Regions from separate parts of the Ovis aries genome. Here region 2 is linked to region 1. A link is a contact called in public Hi-C data. All regions are on one chromosome and are shown on one strand. The core of a region is the stretch at or near the end of the contact, and the rest is flanking DNA. Distances in the headings are between cores, read along the strand shown. Region 1 overlaps DCBLD2 (discoidin, CUB and LCCL domain containing 2). Region 2 has its middle 91 kb from the start of DCBLD2.

The links. Hi-C and Micro-C count contacts between places; a contact is called where the count stands out from the background.
Region 2: a contact with region 1 is called in a Hi-C map of tail adipose tissue, with 10 times the contacts expected there. The contact joins two enhancer-like sites. A contact is called at or near these places in 12 of 16 Hi-C or Micro-C datasets (blood, hypothalamus, liver and 7 more).

Annotation. Positions count from the first base shown.
Region 1 is chr1:164,048,513-164,053,037 of ARS-UI_Ramb_v3.0, reverse strand. It overlaps DCBLD2 (discoidin, CUB and LCCL domain containing 2), which reads left to right. Exons shown (of 16, transcript XM_004002870.6): 8 at 842-1,057; 9 at 2,086-2,210. Among named protein-coding and RNA genes, the nearest start is that of TRNAE-UUC, 54 kb to the left of the region's middle. Within about 2 kb of position 2,322, at least 10 of the 54 cell types and tissues checked have an H3K27ac peak or open chromatin away from gene starts, as enhancers often do. A contact at or near this core is called in hypothalamus, where this site is marked.
Region 2 is chr1:164,200,681-164,205,205 of ARS-UI_Ramb_v3.0, reverse strand. No RefSeq gene overlaps it. Among named protein-coding and RNA genes, the nearest start is that of DCBLD2, 91 kb to the right of the region's middle. Within about 2 kb of position 2,620, at least 6 of the 54 cell types and tissues checked have an H3K27ac peak or open chromatin away from gene starts, as enhancers often do. A contact at or near this core is called in hypothalamus, where this site is marked.

The DNA.
Region 1 (4,525 bases), core at 1,073-3,572:
CTAAGAAAAAGGGATTTAAAAAAAAAATATGTCTGAAGTAATTAATTAATCAACAAAAAATGTTGAGTGCCTTTTTTCATTTGTCACCAGACACTCTTCTGGTGCAAGGGAAACAAAAGTGAGCAGAATTTACATTCTGGTAGTGAGATATGGAGAATGAACAGTGGATAAGTAAATGAATGTTTATAATGTACTGTCTATAACATTATAAAAGATATAGGAAATAAGGCAGGGAAAGAAGACAGGCATTGCAGGAGGGACTGGTTAGAAGTTTGGAGTGGGTTGGGGCAGGCCTCAGGGAGGAGTGACATCTGAGCAACACCTGGAGGAGTAGGGGAGCCTGTTGCCCACTGAGGAAGGTGTCCCAGAGAGAGGGAAAGGTGCCACCAGTAACTGGTGGTTATTGCTGTGAATGGGCTTCTCAGGTGGGTCAGTGATAAATAATCTGCCTGCCAGTGCAGGAGATACAGGAGACTCAGGTTCGATCCCTGGGTCAGAAAGAACCTCCGGAGGAGGAAATAGCAACCCACTCCAGTATTCTTGCCTGGAGAATTCCATGGACAGAGGAGCCTGGCGGGCTGCAGTCCATGGAGTAGCAAAGAGTCGGACATGACTGAGCGCACTCACATGCCTTGCTGTGAATAAATACGTCTGTATGTTCTCTGATGAAACCCAAAGACAGACCCAAGAAGCATTTGCCTGCTTTTGAAATCCTCTAGTATAGGCTATTGTCAGCATAGTGAATGTTAATTAAAGGTACAGTTCAGAGTTTCCAATGAATAAGTATTTATAGCTCAGAGTTTTATGTCTGGAAACCGAATTACTTTCTTCTTTGTTTCAGGTTGTTATGGAACACTGGGCATGGAATCTGGCGTGATCGCTGATGCTCAAATAACAGCATCGTCTGTGTTGGAGTGGACGGACCACACAGGACAAGAGAACAGCTGGAAACCTGAAAAGGCCAGGCTGAAAAAACCTGGACCTCCTTGGGCTGCTTTTGCCACCGATGAATACCAGTGGTTGCAAGTAGATCTGAATAAGGAAAAGAAGATCACAGGTAAAAGACAGAATTTTCTAGATGATTTATAATGCTGATTTCATTTGAAAACCTGGTGACATGTAAGAATTTCATAGAAAATTTGGTCACTGCAAATTTAATTATATGATTTTAAGTGTAGTTCTGGAGAGGGAAATGTCAACCCACTCCGGTATTCTTGCCTGAAGAATGCCACAGACAGAGGAGCCTAGCAGGCTACACAGTCCATGGGGTCCCAAGAGTCCCACATGACACCAAGTTTAGTTTACTGGTATTAATACGACCAAAGGTTTTACAAAGCATTGCAAAGGAGAGGAGTTGGTAATTGATTCTTATTAGTTTTTCTTTTCATTGTAGTAAGTTTTTTTTAGGGTAGTGTTAGAGTAAAGGGATCTTGAGGCATCTGAAATAACCATCTCCTACAGTCATTAAGTGGAGAAGGAAATGGCAACCCACTTCAGTGTTCTTGCCTAGAGAATCCCATGGACAGAGGAGCCTGCAGGGCTACAATCATGAGGTCACAAAGAGTCAGACACAACTCAGTGACTAAACAGCAACAACAGTCATTAAGGGAAGTTTATGTTCAATGAGCCCATTTTAAGAGCAACAAATAATATCCCACATGTGCCGAGTATAAATTTAATTATTTAGAGCAACTTAACACATGGGCAGAATATTTGGTTAGGATTGCTTTAGATAATTTTGTTGAAATTTATTTTGCTTTGGTACTAAAAATAATGCCAATAATCTTTATTCATTCCCAGGAAGTCATTCTTTTTCAGTAAGTGAGCAGTATTTTGCAGTGACAGGAATACAGGCTGCCAAAATACAATAGTCCTTTCCTTATATGTGGTCATAATTCTTCCTGTCCCTCCAAGGGAACAAAGCCAAGGAGTAGTTCCTATTAGGTTGAAACCTTGCACTTAGGTATGGTCCTGTGCCACAGACAAAACTGTCCGAACAGTACATTTTAGGTGTTAATGCTTCAGTGATGAACAAACTTCAAGGATCAGACTGTGAGCTCTAATGGATCACCTTCCTGTTCCCAGGCATTGTGACTACTGGCTCCACCATGGTGGAGCACAATTACTACGTGTCAGCCTACAAGATTCTGTACAGTGCTGATGGGCAGAGGTGGACTGTGTACAGAGAGCCTGGTGTGGACCAGGATAAGGTAAAATGGTCACTGAAGTATTTCTAAAGAGCAATTTTAGAAGAGGGTGATGGGTAGGTGTGGCCTTTGCAATGAGCCACAGAAGCTCTCCCTTTGTGATACTAAAAATTAAATATCATTTGGTCTTACTCTGCCCTCTCCTGGTTATTTTAGGTATTATTGGTTTTTTGGGCTTCCCTGGTGGCTCAGCTGGTCAAGAATCCACCTGCAATGTGGGAGACCTGAGTTTGATCCCTGGGTTGGGAAGATCCCCTGGAGGAGGGCATAGGAATCCCCTCAGTAATCTTGCCTGGAGAATGGAGGACTATAGTCCATAGGGTCACAAAGAGCTGGACGCGATTGAGCGACTAAGCATAGCACACAGTTATTAGCCTTACCCTTCTAACATGGTTAGGAAATTCTCAGGGTGTCTGGGTCCTTTTTAATGATTGTAAGGGTAAGTACTTTCTTGATTTCTTTTTCCAGAATTAATTAAATTGTTTAAATAATGTATTAATTATTTATTATAATTAATGAATTTCTTATCTTTAAAAAACTTTTCTTATCAGTCCACAGAATGGTGGCGAGCCTAATTTGTTCCTAGATTTCTACTCTCTAGGCAAGGTGAGGGGGCTGCAGAGGATAAAGCAGAAGGGCATTAAATTATATTCTATTATAGAAAGATCATTTCAAGATCACCTCACCAACATTTGTTGTAAAAGAACAACTATGTTTTTTCTACCTGGAGAACTTCCTCATCTTACTTTTTAGTTAGCCAAAAATGACAGCGCTGTAATGTGCCAGAACAGATGCTTAGGGGTAGAGAGAGACTAGCAGAGGTGGCTCCCAGCTGAAGGTCAGTTTCTTTCATCTGGGCTCCTGGTCTTGATCCACCCATCGCAAGGGGTCCCTGTCCCCAGGGAAGGTGATTGCCTCTCATCTGGAATTGAATTATGAGCACATTTTTCCAGTGAAACCTCCCCATGAGTTTTGCTTTGATTTTATGATACTATCAGTTCTCTGCCATATATATGGTATGCTAATATTTTCACTTGCCACTTATCTCTCTGTTCAGAAAACTCCAGGGGTTCCTTTTAGTCTTTCATCTGGATCTAAACTCTTCAGCTGTTATTCAAGGCCTTCCTTCTTTCTCCTCTACTTGATATCACAAGAACTTCACCTTTAGTGAGCCTCCACCCCTTGCGGCAAATAACAATATTGTCTCTGTCTGTAACTTATTTCTGCTTAATGCCCCCAAACTTGACTACTTTTTACTATTAGCACATCCATATTTATTTGTATAGTAGTATTTGTTATACTTATGGAATAATTTTTATAATCATAAGTATTATCAATGCTTATATTTTAAAAACGTCTCAACAAAGTTCTGAGAAAATATTTTGGCTTCTTTTTTGAAAGATAATTTCACTGGGTTTAGAGTTCTAGGCTGGGACTTCCCACATGGCTCAGTGGTAAAGAATCCACCTGCCAGTGCAAGAGACGCAGGATACATCCGTTCAATCCCTGGGTTGGGAAGATCCCTGTAGGAGGAAATGGCAGCCTACTCCAGTATTCTTGCCTGGGAAAGCCCATGGACAGAGGAGCCTGGTGGGCTACAGTCCATGGGGTGGCAAAGAGGTGGACCCGAATTAGCAACTAAACCACTGCCTATAGGATCAGAGTTCTTACCTGTAAAATGAGGAAGTGGTCTGGCTTATTAGTTCTGACCTGACACACATAGCTGTTCTGCGATGCAGTTAGGTTACTTGGAAACCATGTGATCTTTCCAAGGCTTACATTTTTGTGTTGTTAGGCAAGACCTGAGCAGCTTTAGTTCTCATCTTTCCCGACTGCTGAGACAGTATTGTTCAAGAACTCAGCCTGGTATCCTTTGTCTATGAGGTTTTCCCACTCTCTGCTGGCAGAGAAGTGGGAACTGTGTTTATACAGTTTCTCCAGTAGGTGGAGATACATATCCCTTATGTGTTTACTAGTGTGTTCACTTTCAGTCAATTTATTGAGAGAAAAATTATGAAAAGTACACAGTAAAGCATTTCCTCTAAGACCTCAAATGTTCAATTATGCTTTACCTTAAAAATAAATTTAAACAGTTGATGATTCCACAGGAATTATTAATACAATATACTGTGCACTGTAATTAAAACCTCTTCAAATTGCCAAGTTAGAACTTTTGTTATGTTTAAATCATATAAAATGATTTTTATATTCAGTATTTCCTTTTATGAAATTTTTATGAAGAAGGTGCTGCTTCTTAATAGTTTTTCCAAATTATGATTTATTTTCATACAAATTAATGCTTATTGTCATACTTTGCA
Region 2 (4,525 bases), core at 1,371-3,870, 150 kb before region 1:
AGCAAATCTGACCTGAACTGAAGTGAGAGTACCTACTGGCTTTATTTTTCCCACTTGGTGTGAATGTTCATACATTTCCCGAGGGAAGTGTTGATGTGTTTCATTACTGTTCTCAGCCCCTTGCTGCGGGCGTATATTGAGACACCGTGTAAGCAGGGCGGTCACTCGGGACCCCAGACTTACAAAAAGCCTGTACCTGGCGTAAAGCTCTGCTTTCACTATCTTGAAATCTTTAATAATTTTCGAACAAGAGGTCATGCAGTTTTCATTTTGCACATGACCCTGCAAATTATATAGCTGGTCCTGAGTATAAGCACTGAAGCATCTTTCTAAAATCTGAAAAGTTATGAATTATAAAACATTTCTGACTCTGAGGGCTTTGTTAAGGCACCTGAGCTGCTATGCTACCAGTATTGCTATTATTATTACTGACACAATGGATTGAATGCCTCCTATAGGCAGGTGATCTTCTAAGCACTTTCACATGTTAAATATAACCTTGTGAGTACAAGTACTTTCTTCATTTAAAACAACTGAGTAGAAATTTAACCTAAAGTGTTTATAGTCACCCAGATATAAATGGCAGAGGTGGAATTCGAACTAAGGCAGTGGACTTCACCTTTTCAGCACTATGGACCAGCTTTTTGGAAGACAATTTTTCTTTCAGAGTGGGGTTATGGATGCTTTCAGGATGATTCAAGCGCATTACATTCCTTGTTCACTTTCAGTTCAGTTCAGTCGCTCAGTCGTATCCAACTTCTTGCAACCCCATGGACTGCAGCACGCCAGGATTCCCGGTCCATCACCAACTCCCGGAGCTTGTTCAAACTCGTGTCCATCCAACCATCTCATCCTCTGTTGACCCCTTCTCCTCCTGTTCCATCTTCCCCAGCATCAGGGTCTTTTCAAATGAGTCAGCTCTTCGCATCAGGTGGCCAAAATATTGGAGTTTCAGCTTCAGCATCAGTCCTACCAATGAACATTCAGGACTGATTTCCTTTTGGTTGGACTGGTTGGATCTCCTTGCAGTTCAAGGGACTCTTAAGAGTCTTCTCCAACACCACAGTTCAAAAGCATCAATTCTTCTGTTCTCAGCTTTCTTTATAGTTCAACTCTCACATCCATACATGACTACTGGAAAAACCATAGCTTCGATTAGACAGACCTTTGTTGGCAAAGTAATGTCTCTTCTTTTTAATATGCTGTTTAGGTTGGTCATAGCTTTCTTCCAAGGTGTAAGCGTCTTTAATTTTATGGCTGTAATCACCATCAGCAGTGATTTCAGAGCCCCCCAAAATAGTCTCTTATTATTTCCATTCTTTCCCATCTATTTGCCATGAAGTGATGGGACTGGATTCCATGATTTTACTTTTTTGAATGTTGAATTTTAAGCCAGCCTTTTCACTCTCCTCTTTAACTTTCATCAAGAGGCTCTTTAGTTCTTCTTCACCTTCTGCCATAAGGGTGGTGTCATTTGCATATCTGAGGTTATTGATATATCTCCCAGCAATCTTGATTCCAGCTTGTGCTTCATCCAGCCTGGCATTTTGCACGATGCATATAAGTTAAAAAAGCAGGGTGACAATATACACCCTTGACATACTCCTTTCCCGATTTGGAACCAGTCTGTTGTCTCAAGTCCAGTTCTAACTATTGCTTCTTGACCTGCATACAGATTTCTCAGGGGGCAGATAATGTGGTTTGGTATTCCCATCTCTTGAAGAATTTTACACAGTTTGTTGTGACCTGCACAAAGGCTTTGGCATAATCAATAAAGCAGAAGTAGATGTTTTTCTGGTATTCTCTTGCTTTTTTGATGATCCAGTGGATGTTGGCAATTTGATCTCTGGTTCCTCTGCCTTTTCTAAGTTGTGCACTTTATTTCTAATCTAGTGCTGCCACTGATCTGGCAGGAGGTACCGGTCCATGGCCTAGAGTCTGGGGACACCTGAACTAAGGAGGGAATGATGCTGAGGCTGAAACTCCAGTACTTTGGCCACCTCATGCAAAGAGTTGACTCATCGCAAAAGACTCTGATGCTGGGAGGGATTGGGGGCAGTAGGAGAAGGGGACGACTGAGGATGAGATGGCTGGATGGCATCACGGACTCGTTGGACGTTAGTCTGAGTGAACTCTGGGAGACGGTGATGGACAGGGAGGCCTGGCATGCTGCTATTCATGGGGTCGCAAAGAGTCGGACAGACATGACCGAGTGGCTGAACTGAACTGAACTGAACTGAACTAAGGTCTGATTCTGAAATCCTTGTAAGAACACTTAGTATTCTTGAAGAGAGGTACTTTGAAAGTGTTAGGATGAGACTGGCATATGAGATTGCCAATATTCATTTCTTTTGATGTAGGAAAACAGCACTTTATTCTGGCTTTGCCTGACAGATATGAAGGGCTACTTGTAAAATATAAGCTTCCTCTACTTCATCTATTTATTTATTTTTAGTCTAAAACCATGATTAAGCTAGTATTTTTGCAAAAATAAATAAAAGATTGCAGTGAAGTCAGAAGAAAAATTTATGTAGTACAATTTAAACCCAGTTGCATGTCTCATCCTGTCTCACCAGAGATGACATCACTGCTCCTAAATGGGGAGGGCTGGTCACAGGGGAGACCCTGTTTTTATTGTGATCAGCTGCAGACCATCAGCAACAATGACCTCATCTGCAGCTGAGGAGGTTTGACCTTTGCCCCCTTAGGCATGTGAAGCAGAAAAAAAACGCTTCACAAGCCAAGGAATGTAAAACAGACAAGCATCCCTCAGCTTGGCAGAGTTTATCAAGCAAGTGTTAAGTGCAAATGGTCAGACTTGGACATGATGTAAAAGCAATTAAAAGGAAAAAAAAAAAACAGTGAGCAGCCTGGGAGTTGGGTGGGTCCTTTGACGTTTCTTGGAAATATTAAAAAAATATTATTTTCATTTTACAATAGTAAAAGATAAAGGAGATTTTTTAAAAACTGTGCTTGTATGGAATTTTCCATCAAGAGATGGTAGAATTTAAATTCTTTTTGGTATCAGTTTCTATGAGAATATCTTAGACCTAATCAAATCAATTTGGTCCACCAATGGATAGGTTAATTGCCTACATTAAAAAAAAAAATACAACTATAAGGCATGTTCTTTAGCTAAATTTTTTAAACTTTTTATTTTGTATTGGGGTATAGCTGATTAACAGTGTTGTGACAGTTTCAGGTGAACAGCAAAGAGGCTCAGCCAGACACATCCATTCTCCTCCAAAGGCCCTCCCATCCAGGCTGCCACAGTACACTGAGCCTAAAAGTAGGTGCTTGTTGGTTCTCCATTTTAAATGTAGCAGTGTGTAGAGGCAAGCTTAAGTTCCTTCTCTAATTCTGTGTGTCTCTTTCTGTTTTGTAAGTAAGTTCATTTGTATCAATTCTGTTTAGATTCCACATTTAAGGAATGCCATAGGATATTTCTCCTCTCTCTGACTTACTTCACTCAGTATGACAATCTCTAGGTCCATCCATGTTTCAGCTAAATTTTTTAACTGTTGCAGTGATCATGAAGATTCCATAACAAGGGCCTGGGTTAGACACTCACACACATCCAGTAATGTGTGGACATTCACTGGGGACATTCTACTGAGTATTCTTTTCCCATCCTGCCTTCTTCCACTGAACAACTCACAGGCAGACCAGTTCCAAAGTAACAGTTCCTTCCATTCAAAAACTCCTTAATAACCGGAAATTGTTTAATATTTTAGGATTTTTGACATGTATCCTTTAATGTGCACCAAGAGCGGAAACTCTGAAAGTCAGTTTAAAAAGATGGGTGAAATTGTTAGGTCAAAATAGATTGTTCCCATCTCCTGGCTGATTGTTAATCAATATCTTCTAAATCAAACAGCCTGTGGGAAGCAGATTTTATGTGTGTTTCACTTGCAACTAAATTGGAGAGATAGAAGCCTTCCAAACGAGTGCTGAAATCTGAAACATGAGAAATATTTCATTCAGGTAAAGAAGGCAGTTCATTATCCTAATTTTAAGCTGGGCAGTTACCCAACGAACAGGCCAAGTCCTTTATGTGTCCTGAGTGAGTTTTATCTGACTCACTGCTTCCCACTCTCCGAATGAAATGTAACTCATTCCCTCAAGCTAAGAATCTGAGAAGACCAATTGCTTTAAAAGATGTGAGGAAAAGAACTGATGATTTAGGTGAAAATTCTGGGGAAATCTTCACATTCTCTTTTAAGAGGGGGGAAACTTATGGGAAAAACAATAGAGCAGAATGAGTCTTTAGACCCGGATTTCTCAAGTCAAAACCATCTGCTCATTTAGGTGGTTAGCATTGTAAGGAACCCCTCCATTATTATTTTTGTGGTGCTGGTGATGATCATTTTAATGTTTGTCTGATGTATTTCTATTTACTAAAATTCTGTTGAAAATGAGATGTTAAATTTCAAAAAAGTTCTTATATTCCAGCAATTACTATTTCAGAGAGTTTTCCTTGGTTATCCCTCAGGACCCCAGAAAAAAATACTCAATTTACCATCTG